Regions from separate parts of the Rattus norvegicus genome. Here regions 2 and 3 are each linked to region 1. A link is a contact called in public Hi-C data. All regions are on one chromosome and are shown on one strand. The core of a region is the stretch at or near the end of the contact, and the rest is flanking DNA. Distances in the headings are between cores, read along the strand shown.

Region 1 (4,440 bases), core at 534-3,033:
TTCATTTCCACCAGGAGGTAAGAGGTAATTGTTTTCAAGGACAGGGGCTGGTACAGGTTTCTGTGGAGTGGTGATGAGAGCAATAATCGATGATGTGAAACTCTTGAGTCTGGGTCAATGAGAATTTGTTAAATAAATGAACTCCTAACTGGGTCAAGAGCAATCTGAATGCTATTTCCAATACAGCAAGAGAAGTGAAACAACTTGTGGGCTGTGTAGGATGTTGAATTTGGTTGTAGGTTCTTGTGCAAGGGTGCCTGTGGACAAGCTATGCAGACTGGTTCAGACATGCTCTTTTCTGAGGTCAGGCCAGAGTTTATGGGTTATCAGCAAGGTAAGGACTGTACACCCCCTCCTCCTGACAGGGTTTCATGTATACCTGGCTTGCCTCGAACAAACTATCTGAGGATAATCTTGAACTTCTGATCCTCTAGCCTTGCCTCCTGAGTGTCAGGATTACAGGTCTGCAACATCGTGTACTTTTATCTACTGCTGGTTTTGAGTCCAATGATCTATAGAAGGTCCCTAAAGTGACCTTTGCGTCAGACTATACCTATTCACACAAGTAACTTCAGTCTCCGGTTAAACGATGTGGTCAACTACCGGAACTGTGGGCCAAGTCTACAACTCCACAACATTAATTTAGGCTGTTTTTGATACTGGCCTCATCCCGTTAGCCATCAACAATGGCGATGGTTGGTACCAGAAGCAAGGTATCATTTGGGGGGGGGGGGATAGTATCAACAAGTTAGAACGACCAAAGGGAAGGAGGGGGCAACCGTGTTGAAAGGTCAAATGAAGAAGAGTAAAGAAAGGTCTCACAGGATCTGCCCCCTCTCTTTGTTCCTGCTGGTATTCTTTGTCTTCTTGAAAGATCTAAGCAGGATTGTAGACTTGGAACAACTAATGCGAGCATAAGGAGGGCTAATTTTCAGTGTGGAGTGGTGAAAGAGAAAACATTTTCAAGTTAGAAGGTGTGTCCTGGATACGAGAAGGAAGGGGTGGTCTGCAAAAGGGTTGATGGGTTCCAAGCACACGGTCCAGTTTGGGGCATAGCTGACTAAAGCGGGGGTTTCAGTGAGGAATCCCAGGGTAGGCTGGGAATAACACTCTAGTATTCGACAGCGTGGGAAGGCCGAAGAAGAACCCAAAAGGCATAAGGTTAGGAAGTTCAAGGCAGTTCAAGGCAGGGACTCTCTGGCAGACAGTTGGACAAAGAGGAGCCAAGGTCCTTTCCCTAGATGTTGGGAAAGCCCGCGTCCCGATGAAGCGCTCCGGGTCCCAAGAACTCTCCAGGCCCTTGGCACGGGAAGCCGAGGTTCCGGGACATTCCTGCCTGTCCCATGCATCTGGGGGCTCCCTCCTCGGAGCTCCCTTGCCTTCGTTCCCTTTCCTTGATCCTCCCCGGGTGCGTGAAAGGCATGCTCGCGCGAGTCACCGCACTCCCCAGCAGCCTCTGCAGAGCGCCAGGGGTGTGCTCGCCTTGCACGGGTGGCGGAGCGCAGAGAACAGCTTAACGGTCCGGCATCCGCATCCGCACCCGCCCCGCCCGTCGGCGCCGCTGCCCCGCCCGCCTCTGCGTCATGACGCCGGCGCCCAACGCGGAAGCCGCTGGCCGCCTGGACCAGCGGCGGGCAGTGCGCCGAGCGGCGACGGGCGGGAGCCGGGCGGGGGCGCGAGGCGAGCGCAGCTGCAGCCTAGGCGGCCGAGCGCGCGGAGCGGGCGGAGCGAGCGCCCAGGACCGAGCGCGGGCGGAGCGGGGCTGGAGCAGGCGCGCAGCGGCGGCCGCCCCGGGGGATGCGGCTGCCTCCCTAGGCTGGCGTGTAGGGAGGGCGGGTCCCCGGCCTCGGCGGCGCGGCGGTGGAGGGGACAGCGGCCATGGCGACCCCTAGCAACCTGGGGTCCTCCGTCCTGGCGAGCAAGACCAAGACGAAGAAGAAGCACTTCGTGGCTCAGAAAGTGAAGCTGTTCCGGGCCAGCGACCCGCTGCTCAGCGTGCTCATGTGGGGGGTCAACCACTCGGTAAGGCTCCTCTGCGGCGCGCTCCTCTTGCTCCTCGGGCTTAGCCTCCGGGCTCTGCTCCTCTGCTGCAGCGGTGGCAGGGCGGGGATCTCTAGCCGTTTGGCTCGGCCGGTCCCGGGCCCTCTGGCCACTCGCCTCTTGGGGTACCCCTATCCCCACGACATGCGTCTGCCTCTTGGGTTTCTCCGGCAGCGCTTGCGCTTCCTTTGGAACCCAGGGAGGGTGCGGGATGAGAAGCATTTGCTGTGCTGTGCTTCTGAGCCTCCCCGCGCCTGTCCTGCTCCGCATCCGTCCTCCTGCCGGTCGGTGCTCGCTGCCTGGGAAGTGGGAAGTTTGTGCGGGGACCGTCTCTGCCTCAGCTATCAGTCCCGGCGGGGAACTGCTCAGGGCCCAGTCCGAACGATCGCTCCACTAGTCTGGGCCCTCCTGTCCTGAGCTGGTGGGCAGGTGTACCTGTCCCTGTCAGGAAGCGTCCGGAGCTTCTAGGCGACAGGACTGGAGTAAACCAGAAGATTTTGGACGGCATCTTGAGAGCTTAGCTTCCTTTTTCCTTTAAAGGTAGCATTCTCAGACTCTAGGAGGATTTTTTTCTTTTCTTTTTGCAAAGAAAAAAAGAGGCAACGTAAATATGGCCCTGGCGCCCTTCGTCCCTTCCCGCATCGCCCAGTTGCTGTGCCCTTTCCAGACCTCCTGGCCGGGAGTCTTCATCCCTCCCTCCCCCTTGCTTCCCCCCTCCTTGGGGAACCAGGCAGAAGTCACCGACTGCGGAAGGGCGGCCTTGGTGGTGACAGCCGGAGGGGGGTCCCGGCAGGCGCGAGTTCGAGGTGGTCTAGAGTTAATTACATTCATTTGGAAGGTTGTTTAAAAGGCTGGGGAGGTTAGCTAGCGCACCGCCTGGGATGCTAGGAGGCGCGAGGCTGCGGACTCTGCGGACTGCGGTGTGGGGGGCTGAAATAGCCGCCCGCTGATCTGACAGCGAGAAAACTCCTGCAGCTTTAATCTACTTAGATGGGATCAGGAAACACGATAGGCGCAATTGGCTGAGCCATGAAAGTTTCAATGAGCTTGTGAATTTTGACCGTGACCTTACCCATTGCAGTCAGCCAGCTTCGGAGGCAGAGCGTGAGCCTGCTGCTCTGCTTTTGATTTCGGTGGATGCCCTGGTGTCCTTTTCAGCATAATAGAAGTGACAGAAAGCCAGCGTGGTTTGTGCACTCTCAAATTAACAGAGCTGTTTAAAATGGCTTAGTATCTTTTATTTATAGTTTTTTTTTCCCCCAAGCGGAGATGGAGAAAGGTGAAACAGTATGAAGATGATTGTGTTTACCTGGGACGATTTAAAGAGTTGAGAAATGGTTATTTTCTATTACTTTACTGCCGGATCGACCGAGGTTCATTTTACTGACATCTTTAGCTATTAGGAATGTCAACTGTTAAAACTGCGGACAGCAACTCACCCCCCCCCCCCAGTTTTATTTCAGAAAGTGAAGTTACCGTTTTCCATTGTCACAGACCTCTAATTTAGTTGTGTTTGATTTCATAAAATTCTTCTTGTTATTTATGTTACTATTGGCAGCTTCCTAATTACCGCAACGGGCACAGTAAATACCAGTTGGGCGTGGACCCATGTTTACAGGCCCTTTTAAATCTCCTTTTGTAGTTCTGGTGTTTTGGTCAGGAGTGTTTGTATGTGTGCCTAGGTTTAATATAGTAAAGTAGTGGTAACAATATGCAGCTGGGGGCTGGTGGGGAGAGTGACTGAGAATGTCTGAATTCCAGTCCACTTCAGAAAAAGTTGCCATTGGGCGAGCTTCACTGTAACATTTGGGTTGCTACCTTGTGTTTATTTTCGAGTTGCTATATTTGTTTTCCATTTGTGCTACTTGGAAAATACAGAGGGAATGGTGGTAGGAACATTGAGTGTTACTTTTTGTTGCTCTCAAGAACAGTTACTAATTCTAAGTATATACACTGCCAGCAGAGTGTATCATGTAAAGCATGTTATTAATTCAACATATACCAGCGCACACAGAGCCTGCCACAGTGGGGAGGGTTGCTAAAATGTCTCCTTACTGTCCACTTGCCCTTATTTTTAGCCTGTGCCTTTATTTTGAGGAATGTGAGTTGACATAAGACAGTTACTTTTCTTCATTTCTCTAACAATGTATTTTTTTTTTTTTTTTAATGATACCCCAGTCCTCTTGCGGGCCCACTCTTGGAATTCATGTATTTCTGGTTGGTTTGATTTTAGGAAATGGTACCAGGAAGATGTTTTACCATGCTTTTCTGTGCACCAAAGTTTACAGAATAGTATTAAAATAAATAAATCCACATTATCAATAATGAGCATGTATATAAGTGGGGATATTTGAGAAGGCATGGTAGAGAGGCAGATAATTCAAATCAGAGCCTTTCCCC
Region 2 (4,328 bases), core at 532-3,031, 220 kb before region 1:
GGCTATTGTCTCAGAGCGCCTCAGTGTCCTGCCAACCTCTGGTAACCTGGAGAAGTAACACGCCTCTACTTGCTTATGTGTAAAGGGAATGCAGGCACAGGACAGTGACAGGGACATTCCTTCACGCGTAAGACTTCTGTCGGATCTGAAGATACACTCTACTGAGGTACTTAGTACTTAATGCTTGCCATGACTGCCAGCTACCAACAGTAGCAGAACCTACCACAGGGAAATATGACCGGATTTCGCCATTTGTATGTGTGGGTAGAGTCATCCCTTTCAGACCACCTTCCAGCCAGACAGCTGAAATAAACCTGCAGGGTTAGAGCGAAGGCAGCTTCTTCGGAGATCGCCCCGAGCCTTGCCATGTAACTGCAATTAATGGGCAATAAGGGCCAATTCCCAAGTGAAGGAAAATGGAGAGAATGATTAATAATATGAAAAGTCAAGGTGGATACAAACTAACTTACAGGTTTAAATAGGCTTCAAATTAAAAGAGAAATAGTCTGAGGATATCCAATCTGTTTGATAATTTCCTGTGGAAATCAGTAATGCCGGAAACCAGACAGTACCAGCAACTTTAAAATGTTATGCAAATATCAGCTCCACTCTGTAGGTAATAAAGGCAGCACGGATAATTTTCTAATTGAACATTTTATGAGATTCCCTGAGCCTCGGAAAACTGGTAGCTAATCAAATTCAAAGTGTTTGTCGAGGTCTGGCAAGCATCAGCCGGCACCGAGTAGGGATGGGGAATCAGGCAGTTTTATTGAAAACTCGGGTTTTCATTCCGGGTGCTTTTTGACTTCAGTATGACTCCCCCCCACCCTGCACCCCAGCCCAATAAAAGCAAACTGAGGACAAGACTGTTCTGTGCAGACAGGAATAGAGGCACTATGGGGGGGATCAAACGCACAGCCGTTTGGTGAACTTGGACGGAAGGGACGAAGGAATGATCCGGAGGATGCCATGAGGGCTCCTCCCATTTGTCACTGAAACACAAAGGACTTTCATTACTTTATTTATTTGCTTGCTCATGGCAAACGTTCGTGTGCGCCGTGGCTTGTGTGTGCAGGTCAGAGGGCAACCCTTGAGGGTCGGTCTTTCTTTCCACTGTGGGGTAGGGCCTGAGAATCAAATGCAAGACGTCAGGCTTAGGGACAAGGGTCATTCATTACCCACTGTCCAATCTCAGAGGCTCTCAAAGGACTTTTACAGAACCAAGCTCTTTGAAATATTATCCTAAATTTTTAAAAAAGGACCATCCTTCAAACAAAACCAGCCCTCCTAAAGCGGCTCAATTTTATGTTGCCTCTCACTTGTATTGGGAGTCTGCCAAGCTTCTAAAATTTTACAACGAATTTAAACAAAAATTAAATGATCTCTTCTATTGCTCAAACGTGCTGCGTTTGTCCCTGTGATAACACAGCGAGGCAAATATTCAGCCACTGATGGAGAAATTAGAAAGAAAAAAAAAAAAGAGGCGTCAAAACATTTTGAAATGACTGCACCTCGGAAAGAGACAAAGACAGACACAAATATCCTCTAACCGTGTGTTTAGCCGTAGAATACTATCACAATGAAATGCTTTCCAGATCACAATCTTTTAATAATGTTCCAAAAATATTATTTTAGGCTCACCAGAGTGTTTCAAATTAAATTAGTGTGTGTTTCATTAAAACACACGGCGCTCTGTTCGTTTTTGCCCCTCCCCCAACTCCCTCCTGAGCCGCCACTAGGGGGCAGTATGAAGACGCGGTTCCTGACGCTGTGGGTGAAGGGAAATCGCTCAGAAAACCTATTTCTTCAGAAAAACCCTACGCGACAAAGACAATAACTGCGCGGCTTAGGCTTTAGGTCCGACCCACGCATCAAGCCTAGGTGCTGAGTTTGCGTCTTTCGTAGGTCATTTCTCAGTCCAATGTTTCTTTAAGGGTTTTGAGCCCTGAGATTACTTATCCTAAGTGAATCTGGGTGCTGGGGAGAAGTGGGTCCAGACAGAGTGGTAATTTGTCCTTAAAGGACGATAGTAAACAAACTGCAGCCATCTCGAGGGTTGTGGTTGCGTCTCCCTGCAGGAGACGACGAGGGAGAAGGGCAGAACTGGCATTTGGCCACTTTTAACAGATGTGTTTTGTTGTATTCTTGTCTTCAAAATAACTGGTCATCACTCACTGTTACAGTCATCATTTTACAAGAAAATATGGCGACTCTACGGATAATCTACAGGTTAAAAGGTATTCGAAGAAATGGTAAAATAAATAAACACGGCATGTTATGTTACCAACCCCACGCCCAGTTTTATTTGTTTGGATGGTGATTTTTCAAAGCATGAACACACACACACACACACACACACACACACACACACACACTTTCTGCACTAAGCAGAGATAATACTCACTTCAGCTCCGACCATTCCTGACTATGATGGGACGGGACCTGGTGGTCACTTGAGTCCCGGCTTTTCTTGAGGCAATGCCATATGAGATACTGACTTTTGCAATAGTCTATAAAAATCTATCCTGGGGATGTATTTAAATTTTTTCTCCACATATTATTAGATATGAAAATCAACAAATAGATTTTGTAGACATTAAAGTGATACTACCTGTCTTCCTTCAGCTTTATTTAATGGGTGAGAATTTTTCTTTGTTTCTATACTAGTCAAGGGAAATTTTAATATCAATAATACAAAATGATCAGCACAGGGATAGTCGAAAGTTAGCAAAGCACCCAGTCACATCCATGTGAGGCTCTCTGCCTCTGCACAGAGTCCTTTAATCAGCATCCTGCCCAGAGGTCACACAAAAGTAGAAAAGTCCCTAGAGACTTCTCTCTGCTATTTCAAAGGCTTAAGTAGCCCAACAATTAATCAGTGTATTTTTAAGTGGCCAGTATGTATGTTACACTTCAGAACTTTCTTGGGTGACTGCTTTTGTGGGCGATTGAGAAGCTATACAAACAAACTGCCAATTCCACAGGAGAATGGGGAGAGGGGGCGTCTTTAAAATTCTAGGGCCTTTAAAACTATCTTCGTGGAGCTAAGGTAGGATGGCTATGGAGAGTCAGGGTCTGTATGGTTGAACACCCCTGACTGTGAAGAGTTTGGCCTCAATTACAAGTTTCTATTTTCTTGTAAGTATTAAAATGATTATAGTTAGTGTCTTCAAATATTTACTAAAATTGGATCTTTGAAAGAGATCTCTTTAAAAATGCCCAGTCAACATTTATACTCATTTCCAAATCTTGCCATGGTTTATCAATGTGTAAATTATCAGTTATCAGAAGGATATTGAATTCTTTCCATTCTTGGGACAACGTGGGATCTAATTCTGGTCAGATCCAACAGATGGCAGTGATGTTATAAATTGTTTAAAATATCCTCATTACATGTAGGATCAGCTACTCAGAAGGATGTCAAGCACAAATCACTTGCTCCGCACTTGTATAAATTATTTAAGAGTTTGAAATGATTAATTGGGCAGAAAAGTACAGGGTAAATAAAACATGAAATTCAACTGGAGATATTTCCTGCATCCAAAAATTAAATAGCTTCTCATTTCCAAAAGGCATTACACAGAGAGAACTGTCAAGTAGATTCCCAGCAAACCAAGGAAGGAGAGCTGCCCCAAACTAGCCAAGGGCTACCTGTTCACTCTGGTTTTTACTGATTCATCCCATTTTCACCTCCAGACAGACTTGTCTTCACTGTCTCCTACTTTATGGCCCATTCGAAACAATTTCTTTCTCCTTTCATTTCTAACAAAAGACCCTGGCAATTCTTGTCTGTCATTCAGATAAGCACTTTGATTCCTGTTCATTGTTTCTTATTCATTAACCTTTATTCTACAAAAAAAAAAAATAAATAAAAAAAAATAAAAGCCAAAAGTGGGAATGAAAGGCTTCTAGAGGGAAACCACTGTTAACTTCTGTGCGTCTGTGATCCAAATTGTACAGACAAACCATCGTTAGTCACTTCCTGTTTGAAGAAATGGCCACTGGTAGGCATGTTTACGTGAACGTTTATTTCAGCTTGACAAAATCCATTGGTATTTTAGGAAAGGCATTTCTCTCTTCCCGTATTGACCTCTGGTTAGTAACTCATTTGGATCAAGAAGATACTGTGGTCATTTTACCAAACAGTAAAATGGAGAGCTTGTGTAAATGAATATAAGTTGTTTGTGTGTCTTAAGGTAACAAAATTGTATAGGAGTGAATTATGCGACCTGCAAAAGAAAGCACCTGCTTTGGTTTTTGTCTTTATATGGTACTACATTCTCATTCCTCCTCCTCCAGATGTGTGTGTGTGTGTGTGTGTGTGTGTG
Region 3 (3,863 bases), core at 629-3,128, 250 kb after region 1:
TTCTTATGAAGAGCTTCCCCACCTCTACTGTGACCAGACTTACAAGTCTGTCCAGCCAAGGCGCAGACTTTTCCTAACCAAAACTTCCAGAGAAATACAAATTGATCCAGGAAAACTCCTTGGGGGGATAGCTGGCTATTCTGAGATTCTGCGGTCCCATTTCAGTACTCCAGGTCATTTTCCTCTAAGCTAAAGGAGGTTCATCCAGTTTTCATCCGAAGCACCGTCCAGGTGTGTCTTTAATAGTGTATAATTCCATCTGGGCACTCTTCAAAGTCCCGCAGCAGCGGGCCATGAATGCTATGACATTTACACATACTGGGAGGGGGGCGGGGCGGGGATCTGTGACTGGAGATCTGTAATTGAAGAACAATGTGGACTTTCATTTTCCTTATACACGTTAGGTGAATTCACATCACAGTACCAGTCCCTAGAAAGGAAGGCAGCACAGAGGAGAGAACTCTTTTTTTTCCTCTGAAAAATGAAATGGCAATCTGGCTTCCTCTTAGCTATTCCTTATGAGTTCTTGAGTCTAAATAAATAAATAAATAAATAAATAAATAAATAAATAAATAAATGCGAGTTGAGAACAGTTTTCCTTGTGTCCTGTGATGTGTTTATCCTCAACTCAGGACCTTGAAGTGATGCCTTTTATTTGCTGATTCAGCAAATATCTGCAACGCTCCCAGTATATTGTCAGTATATTGTTTCAGAGGAAACAGTGAACTCCTGGTTTGTTGTTTTTCGTTGTTGTTTGTTTTGTTTTGTTTTTCATACACTTACAGGAAGGAGAGAAAGCAATAAGCAAATATGTAAACTATAGAATGTTAGCAAAAGGTTTAAAATGTCACGGCTGTGGGAGGAAATTGGCAAGACAAGAAGCTCTAAGGCCGAACTCGAGTTCACATCTTGCCTTGCTAGTATTATTTATTTGCTATTACTTGTTTGTTTTCTCATTCCTGACCCGTTGTATGCGCAAACAGATGCCTTCCCTGATGACTTCTTAGACCCAACTTCTTCCCACGTTCCCTTTGGATAGTCTTAAATCATAGGTAGGACCCCAAACCTAATTCTAACGCAGGTCAGTCTCCCACCCTTACCCCCAGGCCCCAAGGCTCTCTCTGGTCACATTGCTTCTGCCAAGGGCTGTGCACCCCATCTGAGGAGGCCTCATAAATAAACTTGTTTATTTTCCTTTCTTTCCTTTTCTCCCCTTCCTTCCTTTTTATTTCTTTCCTTTTTTTTTTTCCTGACACAAGATGATGGTACAGGGAGCCAGAGCTTCCGATCATTTTGAGCACAAGAAAACAACAAAACCCAACGATCAAAACCCTAAAGCGGACAACGGCCGAGGGCTCGAATCTAAAGGAGAAGGTGACGCACAATCCAAACCCACGCCCCAGCTTTTTCCGTCTTGCAGCCCCGGGAAGGCCGCTGGGCCGCGGCTCGGCCGACAGACAAAGCGGCCCGCTGAGTCCGTGAACAGGCACAAAACGAAAGTCGGCCTCGGGGCCGGGAGGGAAGGCAGCGGAGGCGCCGCGGGCTCTGTCCCCACGCGCACCGACCCCCTTCTCCCGACGCCCTGCAAGCGGACGCCGCGCAGAACAAGGCCAGCTCCGTGCAGCGCGCGGCGGTGGCGCGGCCACCCTGCTCCCAGAGCCCAGTGGCAGCGGCGGGAAGGGCGCCCGCGGAGAGGCTCACAAGCCCGGGGCCCAGCGCCCCGCCGGGGACTAGCGCGGTCCGCGCGCGGAGGAGCACGGCGCCGGCGCGGAGGGAAACGCCGGTGTAGTGCGGCCAGCCCTGCACTTATAAGCCCGCGGCTCCGGGAGCTGCAGCCGTAGACCGAGCGCGGGGTGCTTATTGGTCAGCCTCCTGCCTTCTGTGAGCCTCGGGATCAGACATTTGCACTCCAGTGCCCCGGCGGCCGCCCAGCTGGAGCCCTTGGTGTCCGAGGCGGTCGCAGGGTGTCCCCGTGTGATGACTCCAGCATCGGGGAAGCCCTGGGCCTGGATTGCGTCCGAGGGTGACTGCGCCCACTTCCAGTGTCTGTTCCTCGTCACGACGTCCTTGGTCCCCTCTGTCCACTTAGGCTTGACAAGCAGGAGTTGCTTGGTGCTCCCTTCCCAAGCTGGAATGCTGTTCCGGTCAGGATGGTGAGGCGGAATGAGGCCCATGCAGGTAAAGTTGTCTAAAAGCACACCACACCCTCGAGAAGTGGCCCAGCATTAACTCGGTGTTAATACAGGTGACAACTCACACGGATCTAAAAGCATACCATGAGGAAAATCGCAGAAAAGACCGAGGCCAACTCGGGTCCATGACTATGAGGTTTACAAACTGTAAAGAGGGAAAGCATTTGCCTGGCCAGAAAATGAAAGTACACCGGAGGCTAAAAATAACTTTATATCTCAAAAGTACTGGTGGTTTCATCACAGCTGCCACAATCCACAGAACTGCAGACTGAAGGTACATGGAGTTCATTCTGTTCGAGCTATAAGCAAAATAACGTCCCCAAAAGTTGGCAGAGGTAGGGTGTGCACTTTGGGGGGAAGTTTTTTCTAGGGTAGGCGCCGGTAGGAGCATTATTTACTGCTTAGGAAATCTGAGCTTTAAGAGCACACAGTCTCAGAACTGAGTCCCCTAAAAGTTAGTGTACTAACAATAGAAAGAGTTTGTGCCTGGAGGACAATATGGCAATTTTGTTGTCTAAAGAACAACCCAGATTCTCTTAGCCCCACCAACCCTACCACCACCTCTGGTTTAGTATCCAGGGCTGGCCTTTCTGCAGATGGTCCCTCTCCTGGTCCCTCCCTGCCAAGTAACCCCCAACCATTGAGGGTGAGGGTTCCACATTGCTTCCTTATAGGGGGCTCTGACAGTGCCTCTATCTGCCCATGGCCCCAGCGCAAAGTTAGAACAGCAGGAGACAAACCTTCACAGAGGCGGGAAAACAATCACTGTGCAGTCTATCAGTTTCTACCACGGACACTCCCAAGGCCTGATGGGATTGCCTGGAAGCTGCGACTGAGTAGTCCGCTGTACTTTCTCTAACGCGCCACTTTGTATCTGTTTTCCTTTCTGTTTATCCTTGCTTTTCATGCCCTGGGATCCCATCTTTTCATCGAATCTCAGCACTTAAAACTGCCCTCGAGGTTAGCTTTTCTTTGGCAGTGTTTGGGTGTTACGTATACTTTCCTAAAGATTTCACAATCATAACAAAATTTTTTTTCTCGCTGTTTTGGCACCGGATGACTGTCTCTTTAAAGTGCTAGTTTAGGAAGCAGTCGGTTGAGATCCTTGCCAAATATTTGGGTTGGGAGGGAGATAAAAGTTTGGGCTTCTAGTTATTTGGTTTCCCTTGGTGTTTCCTCGTGCGAGTTAATTCCTACATCGTAGACTCTTACATGCTCTCAACATTTGGAAGTTTGAAAAGTTGAGATGCATGTTTGCGTAAAACAGGAAACACTTTCAATTGCAATTACAAAGCTGTTAATCTGCAGCTCTAATTACAAGTTTTTAGCTCATTTTCACAAAGCTGTGTTTAAATCACCAGGAGGAGATAAGTTATGAGCCTTTCACAGCAATCTATAGCTCACAATGCTTTGCAAAATTTGGGGGGGGGCATTATTTTAAATATAAGAACATTAGGCTCATGGTTTTTAATAATAATTGCCACCGGTTTATTGAAGATTTGTCAGACACGTTTTGACTCCCTCCTGGCTTGCTAATCATCTGTAACTTGATCAACAGTAATTCGAGACGGGACTCACCAGATGTTAAATAGAACATTTCCACAACTCTGACCACAAAATCCTCCCTCTCTTGGCCACTTACAAACTGTTACGAAATCTGCAAGCCGGAGA

The links. Hi-C and Micro-C count contacts between places; a contact is called where the count stands out from the background.
Region 2: a Hi-C map of frontal cortex shows a contact between it and region 1, with 3 times the contacts expected there. The contact joins the enhancer-like site here to the promoter of Pip4k2a in region 1. A contact is called at or near these places in 2 of 12 Hi-C or Micro-C datasets (Schwann cells and frontal cortex).
Region 3: a contact with region 1 is called in a Hi-C map of frontal cortex, with 1.9 times the contacts expected there. The contact joins the enhancer-like site here to the promoter of Pip4k2a in region 1. A contact is called at or near these places in 1 of 12 Hi-C or Micro-C datasets (frontal cortex) and 1 of 1 datasets of contacts at active chromatin or transcription factors (oligodendrocytes).

Annotation. Positions count from the first base shown.
Region 1 is chr17:86,573,773-86,578,212 of GRCr8, reverse strand. Pip4k2a (phosphatidylinositol-5-phosphate 4-kinase type 2 alpha) reads left to right here and starts at 1,783. Exons shown (of 10, transcript NM_053926.2): 1 at 1,783-2,022. The coding sequence starts at 1,879.
Region 2 is chr17:86,789,689-86,794,016 of GRCr8, reverse strand. All of the region lies in intron 10 of Armc3 (armadillo repeat containing 3), which reads right to left. Among named protein-coding and RNA genes, the nearest start is that of Pimregl1, 17 kb to the right of the region's middle. Within about 2 kb of position 1,781, at least 18 of the 93 cell types and tissues checked have an H3K27ac peak or open chromatin away from gene starts, as enhancers often do.
Region 3 is chr17:86,324,201-86,328,063 of GRCr8, reverse strand. No RefSeq gene overlaps it. Among named protein-coding and RNA genes, the nearest start is that of Spag6, 64 kb to the right of the region's middle. Within about 2 kb of position 1,878, at least 86 of the 93 cell types and tissues checked have an H3K27ac peak or open chromatin away from gene starts, as enhancers often do.